Regions from separate parts of the Mus musculus genome. Here region 2 is linked to region 1. Evidence: chromatin contacts called from public Hi-C data. All regions are on one chromosome and are shown on one strand. The core of a region is the stretch at or near the end of the contact, and the rest is flanking DNA. Distances in the headings are between cores, read along the strand shown. Region 1 overlaps Gm29483 (predicted gene 29483). Region 2 holds the start of Ankmy1 (ankyrin repeat and MYND domain containing 1).

The links. A called contact is a pair of places that touch in the nucleus more often than the background predicts.
Region 2: a Hi-C map of liver shows a contact between it and region 1, with 3 times the contacts expected there. The contact joins the promoter of Ankmy1 here to the enhancer-like site in region 1. A contact is called at or near these places in 6 of 39 promoter capture datasets (the 3T3-L1 cell line, hippocampal neurons, liver and 2 more), 4 of 484 Hi-C or Micro-C datasets (embryonic stem cells and liver), 4 of 115 datasets of contacts at active chromatin or transcription factors (bone marrow-derived macrophages and embryonic stem cells) and 3 of 9 other capture datasets (adipose tissue, liver and pancreatic islet).

What each region holds. Positions count from the first base shown.
Region 1 is chr1:92,721,758-92,727,204 of GRCm38.p6, reverse strand. Gm29483 (predicted gene 29483) reads left to right here. Exons shown (of 4, transcript NR_166120.1): 2 at 1,147-1,340. Among named protein-coding and RNA genes, the nearest start is that of Gm29483, 6.3 kb to the left of the region's middle. Within about 2 kb of position 2,889, at least 9 of the 459 cell types and tissues checked have an H3K27ac peak or open chromatin away from gene starts, as enhancers often do. A contact at or near this core is called in liver, where this site is marked.
Region 2 is chr1:92,900,502-92,905,948 of GRCm38.p6, reverse strand. It overlaps Ankmy1 (ankyrin repeat and MYND domain containing 1), which reads left to right and starts at 3,043. Exons shown (of 18, transcript NM_001347091.1): 1 at 3,043-3,119; 2 at 3,349-3,505. The coding sequence starts at 3,366.

The sequences.
Region 1 (5,447 bases), core at 1,640-4,139:
GTTCTTTTAAATTTTTATTTGATTTTTTAAAATTATGTGTGTGCACACGTGCACATGCATGATATGGGTACCTGCTCTCACTCTTAGAGGCCAGTAGAGGGCTTGGCGTCCCCCCGCCCCCCCCCCCGGAACTTATGAGTGGTAGGTGAGCCGCTTGCCATGGGTGCTGGAGACCACACTCAGGTCCTCTGGAAGAGCAACACACACTCTTAAGCACTCAGGCACTGCTCCAGCATCTCTTCTTGTTCTCCTTTTTCTCAGTTCTTACTATTACACTGACTAAAAGCAGCCACCAATGCCCACATGTGGTAGCTCAGGCCTGCAATCCCAGACCTCTTAGAGGCTGAGGAAGGAGGTCTTCCAGGAGTTCAAGGCCAGCCCAGACGACACAGCAAAGTCCAGTCTCAAGCCTTCTATAGTAAAAACCTGTACTACAGCCAGCTGTCTCTCCGCACATGGACAAGATGGAAACATGTTCCCTTCTAGATAGAATGCGCACACCGTAGTCCCTGTTCCCACCTGAGACCCGAGCACAGCCTTCACTGTGCACACTCCCCTTGGCATTCTGGTCTTTGGAGCTAAGCAGAGTCACCCACAGGCAATGCCACAACACTCTAAGCGTCCTCCAGCCTGCTTCTCCAAATGTTTCCACATTCCTCCCACCAGCCAGTTCCAAAGGCTTAAGAACCACATGGTCAGGTTTAGTCACAGGAACAAACCACTTCTCTGGCACAAAGTTTCTTCATCGCTGTGGAAAATATCTGAGAGAAATAAGGGAAGAAAGACCTATTCTCGTTCAGGGTTTCAGAGGGCTCCTCCATCTGTTATGGTGGGTATGGTAAAGGGTGACATCCCAAGGGATGGTGGCCAGGATGATGCAAGAATCGAGGGCCAGGTATTGTCTTCAAAAGCATATGTCAGTGTACTAGACTTGCACACTCCTCTGGCTTGGCTCTACCTTGTAAAGTTTCCAGCACCTTCTAAAACAATGCTACCAGTCGGGACCAAGAATTCAATGCATAAACCTGCAGGATACATTTCATATGCAAACATTCCACCATTTATTCTATTTCATCTAGAAGTGACATTTACCCTCCTTCTCATCATGTGGTTGCCACACCTCCAGGCATCACCTCTGCTTTCCAGGAAGGAAGAAGAAAGATGAAGAGCAAGAGGAGTGAGCCATCCCCTGTTGCAAGAAAAAGAAAAGCCTTGGTGTTGGTGCTAGAAGCCTCCAGCACCCTGGGAGCCTCCTGGAGCAGAAGCTCTCTGCTCGCCACATTGCAGCTGCAGGGACTTGTGCAGTAAGGACCCCAAACTTGTAGGTGGGAGAATTAGAGGTAAGTGTGAGGGGGCAGTGGGCTCACGGGCTGCTTTGAGCTCTCCAAGGGTGAGCTACAGCTATCTGAGAGACATTTAGATGCTCTCCCATTCCCGGGGCACGATGGCTCATTTGGAGTATAATCACCATCATTCTGTTTATTAAGACATGACTATTGAATGTCTGATTGGCACAGAAGTTTGATTTGTGGTTTTGTCTTTATAAAGGAATGTGCTTTTGCTTTTTTGTTTGTTTTGTTTTGTTTTTGTGATCTGTCTGGCTACTAACGCTGCAAGGTATATATATATGATGGGGCAGTAAACTGGATCATGCCTTGTTGAGGAGTGCTTATGGAGGTGCTGAAAAAGAACAATCTTTAAAAAAGATTATCACAGACTTGGGACTGTCACACACAGACTCTGGTGTGAGTGATGGACACAGGGGCTCTGTCACACATAGACCCTGTCACATATAGACTCTGGTGTGAGGAATGGACATGGGACTGTCAGACTCTGGTGTGAGGGATGGACACACAGCACTGTCACAGACAGACTCTGGTGTGAGGGATGGACACAGGGCTCTGTCACAGACAGACTCTGGTATGAGGGATGGACACAGGGCTCTGTCACACAGACCCTGTCACACATAAACCCTGGTGTGAGTCACTGGGGAGTCTTGGGCTATGCACACTTCCCTCCTCAGGAGTCTGGGTTTCCACTCAGTTGTCCCCAGCATATGGCCTGTCAGGCAGGGTCATTGTAAGAGAGCCTATTAAAGCTGGCTAGCCTTCCTCCTCTATATCCCTTCTGTGGTCACTTCTGATTCCCACCCAAGGCCAGCCATCAGGCCCTGCACACAGCAATAGCATGTGACCCTTGAGAGGCACTGCACAAAATGATTGCTATGATCTTGTTCATGGTGTGGAGTCACCAGAGCTGGGAGGCCTGCCTCGTCTGTCATTGGGATTCTGGGGTGCAGAGAATTGCAATGGGGTCAGGCTGCACCAGAGTCTGTCATGGCACTGTATCTACCAGGAATGCTCTATCACAAGTCAAAAACAGTTCCCTCCTCCTGATGACGGGACTTCCTGACCCTCTGGTCTCATGGCTGGAGAAACCTGAAGTGACAATGTGTTAAGAGATTCTCCAAAGTCCATTGGCCCCAGAATCCAGGAAGGAGCCATCATAACACTGTGTGGAGAGGGAAGTGTGCCCAACTAATGAGCTTCAGGGTCAGTTCACAAAAGGATAGAGGGAGGTATTTCTAAAATGAAATTCTTCCCAAAGAATTGAAGGAAGGAAAGACAGGAGAGAGTCATGGGGAAAGAGACCATTGCTAAGGATCATGGGCAGAAGAGAGAGGTGCCCCAATCGAGACCCAAGGAGACAGCAAGCAGTGGGCCAGCAAAGGGAGCCACTGGCCACGGCTCCAATCACCAAGCTGGCAATGGCTCTGTTCACAGTTCAAAGCTGGAGTTTATCAACCAGGCACTCAGGTTGGCAAAACCTGGGCAGTGAATGAGATAAGGGACTGCTGACACTCTAGTTCTCATTCAGAATGCCAAGTGCAAGGTCACAACTGGGCAGCTACCCAGACTCTGCATGAGACACAAAGTCCTCTGTCCATGCTTACAGTGTCTGTGTGACAGTCCCGAGCTCACTCCTCACATTATTGTCTGTGTATGATAGAGTCTCATGTCTATCCCTCACAGAGTCTGTGTATGACAAAGCCCCATGCCCTTCCCTTACATGGTGTGTATTGTGTGGTGTGTGTATGTGTGTGTGTGTGTGTGTGTGTGTGTGTGTGTGTGGTGAGAGAGAGAGAGAGAGGGAGGGAGAGAGAGAGAGAGAGAGAGAGAGAGAGAGAGAGAGAGAACTTCATGTCCATGCCTCACACAAGGGTTTGTATATCATAAAGGCCCACAATCTTTTTAAGAATAGATTATTCTCTGTACATACCTTGGAAATAACCAACAGATCTCTAATTGGACTTATAATCCAGTCAACAAGAGGGAAGTCATGCCTGTACTGGAAACCTGACTACTCAATACTAGTGAAGTCACAGTTATTGGAGAAGAATCTACACATACTACTTCAATAAACCAGCATAGTCCCAACAACAATCTATAAACACTTCTTATAACCACAGATAAGTGTAGTCCTCAACGCTCATCAAAGAAACTTCTCTTTGCAAGAGACAGAGAACCAGTACAGAAAACTACAACCAATCAAAATGTAGAGTTGTGGAGCCCAGTACTGATGGATACATCTACAAAACACTACCATACCTAAGGCTCAGGGCCCATTATGGCAGAGGGAGTGGGAAGACTAAGATTTCTATGGGATTGTGTCTCCTAAGATTGTAAGATTGCTGTGGGGTTGTGACTCCTAAGGATGTCAAAGCTAGATTCATCAGTGTGACTGCAGAAACGTGAGCTGAATGATGGCGATACCAATGGACATGCCAAAATGGACAAGGAAAGCCCAGGGGGCCTCAACCCTACACAAAAGACTACAGGCAACCAAGGAAAGCTGGGAGTGGAGAGGGGGTCCTACCCAGGGAAGAGCACACTAATGGCTGTCCAGAGCCAAGTGGTCAGCCCTGAAAACATGCATACAGGTAACACATATGATCTGAACAGGTAATACTTAGAAACATATGTATATACATATATGTATACAATAAGAACTAATAAAATAAGAGGCCCTGAATTTGAAGGAGAGCCGAGAGGAATATATGGGAAGGTGTGGAAGTGGGGGCGGAGGAAGAATGTTGTAATTACATTATAATCTCAAATTTTAAAAGTTAAAATCTTGTTTATTTTCAAACTCCCACTTCTGTGTTTGCTAGGCCCCGGCATAGTCTCACAAGAGACAGCTACATCTGGGTCCTTTCGATAAAATCTTGCTAGTGTATGCAATGGTGTCAGCGTTTGGATGCTGGTTATGGGGTGGATCCCTGGATATGGAAGTCTCTACATGGACCATCCTTTCATCTCAGCTCCAAACTTTGTCTCTGTAACTCCTTCCAAGGGTGTTTTGTTCCCACTTCTAAGGAGGGGCATAGTGTCCACACTTCAGTCTTCATTTTTCTTGAGTTTCATGTGTTTAGGAAATTGTATCTTATATCTTGGGTATCCTAGGTTTTGGGCTAATATCCACTTATCAGTGAGTACATATTGTATGAGTTCCTTTGTGAATGTGTTACCTCACTCAGGATGATGCCCTCCAGGTCCATCCATTTGGCCAGGAATTTCATAAATTCATTCTTTTTAATAGCTGAGTAGTACTCCATTGTGTAGATGTACCACATTTTCTGTATCCATTCCTCTGTTGAGGGGCATCTCCCTGCGCTAGCTAGTTTCATTTCTGCGTGACACAATCTACAGTAAACTGAGAGAAGAGACCCTCAGTTGAAAGAATACCTCCATAAAACCAGGTCACGGGGCATTTTCTTTCTTAATCAGCGGTGATGTAGATGCACCTAGCCCATTCATTGTGAGTGGTGTTAATCCTGGGCAGGCGGTCCCAGGTTCTATGAGAAAGCAGGTTAAGCAAGCCACGGGGCGCAAGGCAGGGAGCAGCACTCCTCAGTGGTCTCTGCATCAGCTCCTGCCTCCAGGTTCCTGCTGTATTTGAGTACATGTCTTAGCTGCTGGACTGTAATTCGGGATACATAAGCCAAATAAACCCTTCCCATCCCAAGTTGCTTTTGGTCATGGTGTTTCATTACAGTAATAATAACCCTAGCTAAGAGAGTCCCCCTCAGCACTCCTTAGAAAGTCATAGATTAGTTTTTGGTTCCAGCAACTTGAGGAAATAAAAATAATGGCATCAGATAAATGGTCTCACGACTGGCATCAGCTTCATTCTCTGATGATGAGCTTTGAATATACAAAACCAGTAGTAGGGGTTAGGGCATCAGTACGCAGCCTAACACAGATGGGAAGGAAGGAGGTTAGTGCTGAGGGGCATTGGGTTCACACCACAGCAACACCCACACAGAAGGGTAGGGCAGTTCACTCCAGGGATGTCGGAGGAGGGTAGCTCAAACTGGAAGGGAGTGTAAGAATATGGGAGCTGCAGGGTTGCAGCTTGGATCAGTTTATTTTTCATGAAGTTACAAT
Region 2 (5,447 bases), core at 1,794-4,293, 180 kb before region 1:
TAGTCTGCTCCTCCTCTTGTGCATCCAGGTCTGCCTGGCTGCCCGCCCAGGTGGAGGAGGCCTTACCAGCAACTATCTTACCTTTTTGACCTCCTAAGGAAGGAACTGACTTGACTTTACTGGGACAGGAAAGCAATATGTGGTCAGAAAATGGTTCTAACCTCAAAGGGACTGAGTTAAGTATGAATGGCCAGGGTTGGCAACGTGGCTTCAGGTTGCTCCAAATTGCTTGAGAACTCCCACTAGCTAACTGGGAATTCGGAGTGCTTTTGACCACAAGCCCCACTCCCCCAGTGACATACTTTCCCAACCAGGCCACACCTCATCCTTTTCAGACAGTTCCATCAACTGGCAATCCATCATTCAATCATGAGTCTGTGGGAGGCATTCTTACTCAGACCACCACAGATGGCCTCAGGAATGGGATTGAGCTAATGGGAATGAGGAGGGGTTTGAAAGCCCTTTCTGTCGTATCCAGTGGCCAGCATGGAAGCCAACTTTGGGTAAAAGCAGGGGGACTGAGAGGAACAGTCGGCAGAGTTTGGGACCACTGAATCAACCAGACTTGGAATCTGATTCCAAGATTTCTCCATGTGCTTCCCTAGATGGTACTGGAGGTGGGTGTTATTCCAAAGTCTCTGGTCTCATATTTCACGCTCAACTCTACTGAGCTCAGGTGTTGCTTACCAATTCCGTCTACCTTTGGGCTCTCCCCAGGGTACTGGAGCATACTCTCTGAAGCTGGGGTTTTCTGGAGATGAGTCCTGACTCCATGAGTTGTGCTAGTTGAGCATTAGTGGGAGTTGACACATCAGTTCAATGGGTCATGACCACATTCTTTTTTTTTCAATAGAAATAGTGAAAAGAACAGAATACACAAAGTATTGGGAGTATACAAGTAGTGAATAAACTCTTTATGAACCTTTTCTGAGCTTTGTTTTGCCACAATACAAAAGGGGTCTTGGCATAATGTGTTGCTGTCTTACACAGGCTTATTGTGGGTTGACAGTTAACAGTTTAAGCCCCTGAGAGGACACACAGGACAGAATAGTTCTATGTAGAACAGCCCTGCCCTTCGACCTTCAGCCTGGATTTTGAGGCCCCTATTGTCCTTCATAGCACTCAGTAGTCCTGAGTACGGATGCAGCATATGGGAAGTGCCCACAGGTGCTGTTTCTCAGGCCTGCTGACTTGACAGATTGAATCAGACATCAGAAAGCCCGCCTGTTCCTTACTCTTCTACAGCTCCATATGTGCTGACATTTTCAGGCATCATTTAGTCTTAAGGTATTTAAAACCAAAGGGCCAGAACAGGAGTTAACACACACACACACTTTAAACAATGGAATTTTTCACTTAGCACATGCCACATATATTTGTGTACTTTTTCAGACGACAGTTTTGGGCTTGGGCCAATTGATGGGTACACGCCATCAGTGGCACCCTGTATTTTTTGTCCTCCAGTTTTGTGAAACCATAAAACCACCTTGCAGTTGAGGCAGAGTCCTTTTGGAATTCCTCTTTTCTCACTGTATTGGCTAGTTTTGTGTCAACTTGACACAAGCTGGAGTTATCACAGAGAAAGGAGCTTCAGTTGGGGAGATGCCTCCACGAGATCCAGCTGTAAGGCATTTTCTCAATTAGTGATCAAGGGGGAAGGTCTCCTTGTGGGTGGGACCATCTCTGGGCTGGTAGTCTTTGGTTCTATAAGAGAGCAGGCTGAGCAAGCCAGGGGAAGCAAGCCAGTAAGGAACATCCCTCCATGGCCTCTGCATCAGCTCCTGCTTCCTGACCTGCTTGAGTTCCAGTCCTGACTTCCTTTAGTGATCAACAGCAATGTGGAAGTGTAAGCTGAATAAACCCTTTCCTCCCCAACTTGCTTCTTGGTCATGTTGTTTGTGCAGGAATTGAAACCCTGACTAAGACACTCACCATTGCTTCCAAATGTCAGAATCGGGTCCAATTTGTGACTTCCAGTGATCTTTGTTAACTTTTCAGTCTTTAACAGTTTTAGTAGAAAAGCCTCGTTCCCAGCCAGTGATTCACTGACTTCTATAGCAACAGCAGTGACTCAGTGAACCCCTTCATGTTTGCAGACACCCGTTTTGGCAAGGAAAGTTGCTAATTTGCTGAAAGCAAGTTGGCCTGAGATCAGTCTCCAGTCATCAATCCCTGGAATCTGCCAAGTTTACCAATCCACCAAAATTTCAAAAGCTAGTGTTCCTAGGTTTTCTTAACGAATGTTAACATATTATGAAAACATTCCTTTTGGGGAAGGATGGGACATTGGGATGATGCAAGGTCTCACTCTGGTCCAGGCTGACCTCTAACTTGGAGTGATTTTCCTGCCTCAGCTTCCTAAGTGCAGGGATGGGTTCCCCACTGTGCCTGGGAAATGTGTATGACAAGCCGTGGAAATATAGCTTCTTGATCTTTGTCTGCTAAGTGCCCGTGTATGCATTTATAAATATAAATCCATTTTTGGCACATCATATCTTTTGGCCCAATCTCACTATCTGTATCTCCTCCTAAGGCCCATGGGGCCTCAGCACACTGGTATCCAGCCATTCACTGTGCCTCTGGACTTATACTCCTGTGCATCCTGTTTGCAACCCTGTCCTGGAAGACCCTCTCCTTGAGGTTCCCCCTCTGCCAAGACCAGGCTGCACCCACTGGTAAAGCTGAACTTGGCAATTAGACGGCCTTAACGAAGCCTTGGCTCCAGGGTCTTCCACAGCTTTCTCTCATGAGTGCTGGTAGCTTCTGGTCCAGAGGCTAATTCAACGTGGGTCCGACACGCTAAGCCAGCATCCACAGAAGGACTTGAGCTTTAGCGGTGGCAGAGCCTGCTTTCCCAGCTCAGGGATTGGTGGTGTCTGAGACAGGCCCGTGGCAATCGCAGCTCAGCTATCTAATTGCAGATTTGTCCAGGGGCGGGTCTGAATGGGGGTGGGGGGAGTGAAGGGAGGAGTCAGCACAACTTGGCTAGGATTGGCTGTAACTGGGCGTGGCCGTCTCCACGGCAACGTGACGCACTTCTGTACTGGATTTACTCCATTACTCTGAGACACTTGGTGTGATTTAGACCAAGGTTTCGGTCTGCTGAAGGTGACCCTGAGGTCAGTGGCCGAGGCTAGATCCCACATGGTTTTGACGACCCTTACAGTGGCGACCACTCCTGGGAAGGCCAGGGAACGCCCGCCCCCCTTTCCCCGAACTCCCATAGGCTAGTAAGCCCTCAGGAGCTAGAGGGGGCTACTAGAATAATCAGAAAAGCTGCGGGCAGTTCCCCCAGATGCCACTGTCCACGGTTCTGAGGGCGAATTGTGACCACAGATTTATTTCTAGGTTTGAAGAGGAGAGATATGGAAGAAATTCGTTCCGTTGTTACCACGGACTCTCAAGGCTCGAAAACTTTAAGCTCCAGAGGTCTGGAGGGGCAAAATGGTCGGTCTCTTGACACTGAGAGCCAGGATTCCGTGAAGAGCTACACCTTCTTCAGAAGGTGCAGGGGGACTTGCGGGCAGGAAGGTGTAATCAGTACCACGGGGCCAAGCATCCGCTGGAATTTAATATTAGGGCAGACCTTAAAAATTCCCTAAAAAGGGAACCTTGTATGGTGGTATCCTACTTTAATGACGGCATTGGGGAGACAGAGGCAGATCTCTATCAGTTCAAGGCCAGCCTGGCCTACATAGGGCAATCTAGACCATCTAGGGCTGTATAGTGAGACCCTGCGTGCAATATTACTATTATTACTGCTACTGCTGCTGCAGCTACTGCTATGACTACTACATTGCTCAAAGTTCATGTTGACTAGAGCTCTGCTTTTTTTTTCTCTCTCTCTCTATACCTTTTCTCTGCCAACTGGAGCTCACATTCACAAGGTTCTAGGAAGCAAGGCTTCATGAGCTCAAACACACTGATACCTGGACCTTGGGCTTCCGGCTCCTAGAACCAGGTGGTTTGTGGTAGCTGCCTAGCAGACTCACACAGTCTCTCTCACAGATGAGGGAACTAAATCACAAAGGGAGCCAGGAATCCAGTTAGGATGAGCAATTGGAAGTGGCAGAGCCAGGTGACTGGGCCCTTCCTTCTGTGCCAGCTGCTCATCTCTAAAGCCTCTACACTGGCCTTTCCAGCTCTCTTGGTTATAGTTCGATTTTCTTGATTGAATTCACATTTTTCCCCCCAGGAAAAACATTCCCTTTCTTTCCTCTTATTGATAGCCCTTTCCAAGAAGTAGCCAAGTGGTCTTGTGCCATGTTGGGAGGCAGGAACTTCAGGCCAGGTCTCACTTTGTTAATATCTCTGTTTAAAAAAAAAAAGTGCCAAGGTTAAATGGTGCAATACAGACCCCACCCTCAAACAGTGCTGGAGGCAGAAACCCAAGAGCAAAGGGCCTCTGGCTTGATGTTCTTTCAGAGATCTCTCCCTGACTTGTATTGACCTCCCTCTGTCTGTGCGTTTCATCTCCCATTTGTGTGTCCCTATGCCCAAAAGAAGGTGCCCTTCTCATGAGAACTAGTCACCCTGGCCTAGGGCCCAACCTAATCACCTCAGATACGAAGGACATTTCTGAGCTACTAGCTTTTAGGATTGCAGCATTAGGATTCCAACTCAGGGCTGGGGATGTGGCTCAGTTGTAGTGTTTTTCTAGCATGCCCAAAGCCCTGGGATCAACCCCTCCAGGCCAGCACAAGCCTGTCATAGCAATGAGAGGCTGCAGTTCCACATCTGGGAGGCAGAGGCAGGAGGGTTGATGTTCAAGATTACCCTAGGCTTCATATTACGTCTGAGACCAGCTGGGGCCACAGGAAGACCTGTTGGACAGGGGAAAAGAGAAGAATTTACAACAGCCTACAACAGTGCCTTCCACCTTATCATGATAGTTTGAATACCTGTCCTTCCTGGCTTCTTTCTGTATAATGATATAAAGATGGTGTAGGATACCAAATATTTCATCTCCTCACAGTGGGAGCCTTTCTCTATTGGGTAGATGCTGAGTTTAGGTTCAATGCACCTTTACAGGCTCTCGAGATCTCACTGGTGTGCTGGGTCAGGGGTTTGTTAGTCAGGCTTTTTTTTTTTTTTTAACAGAACAGAATTCACAGAGTATATATGTTATATTCTGTCATATATAATTTATAACACATATATAATATGTTATATATACATATATACACATCTTCATATACAAATTTGATATATGTGATATATTAAAGTGACCTACAGGCTGTGGTCTGAGTAGTCCAACAATTGCTGTCTCCTGAAAGAAAAACCGAGCAAGAATCTGGTAGTTGTTGAGACCACAGGTCGGATGTTTCAGCTGACCTTTCGTCTTTGTTGTAATACCAAATAAGTAGGTTCTAACAACAGTGAAGGCCTGCCTCAGCAGCAGGAGAGATGAACTTGCCCACAAGAGTGAGGACAAGCAGGCAAAAGCC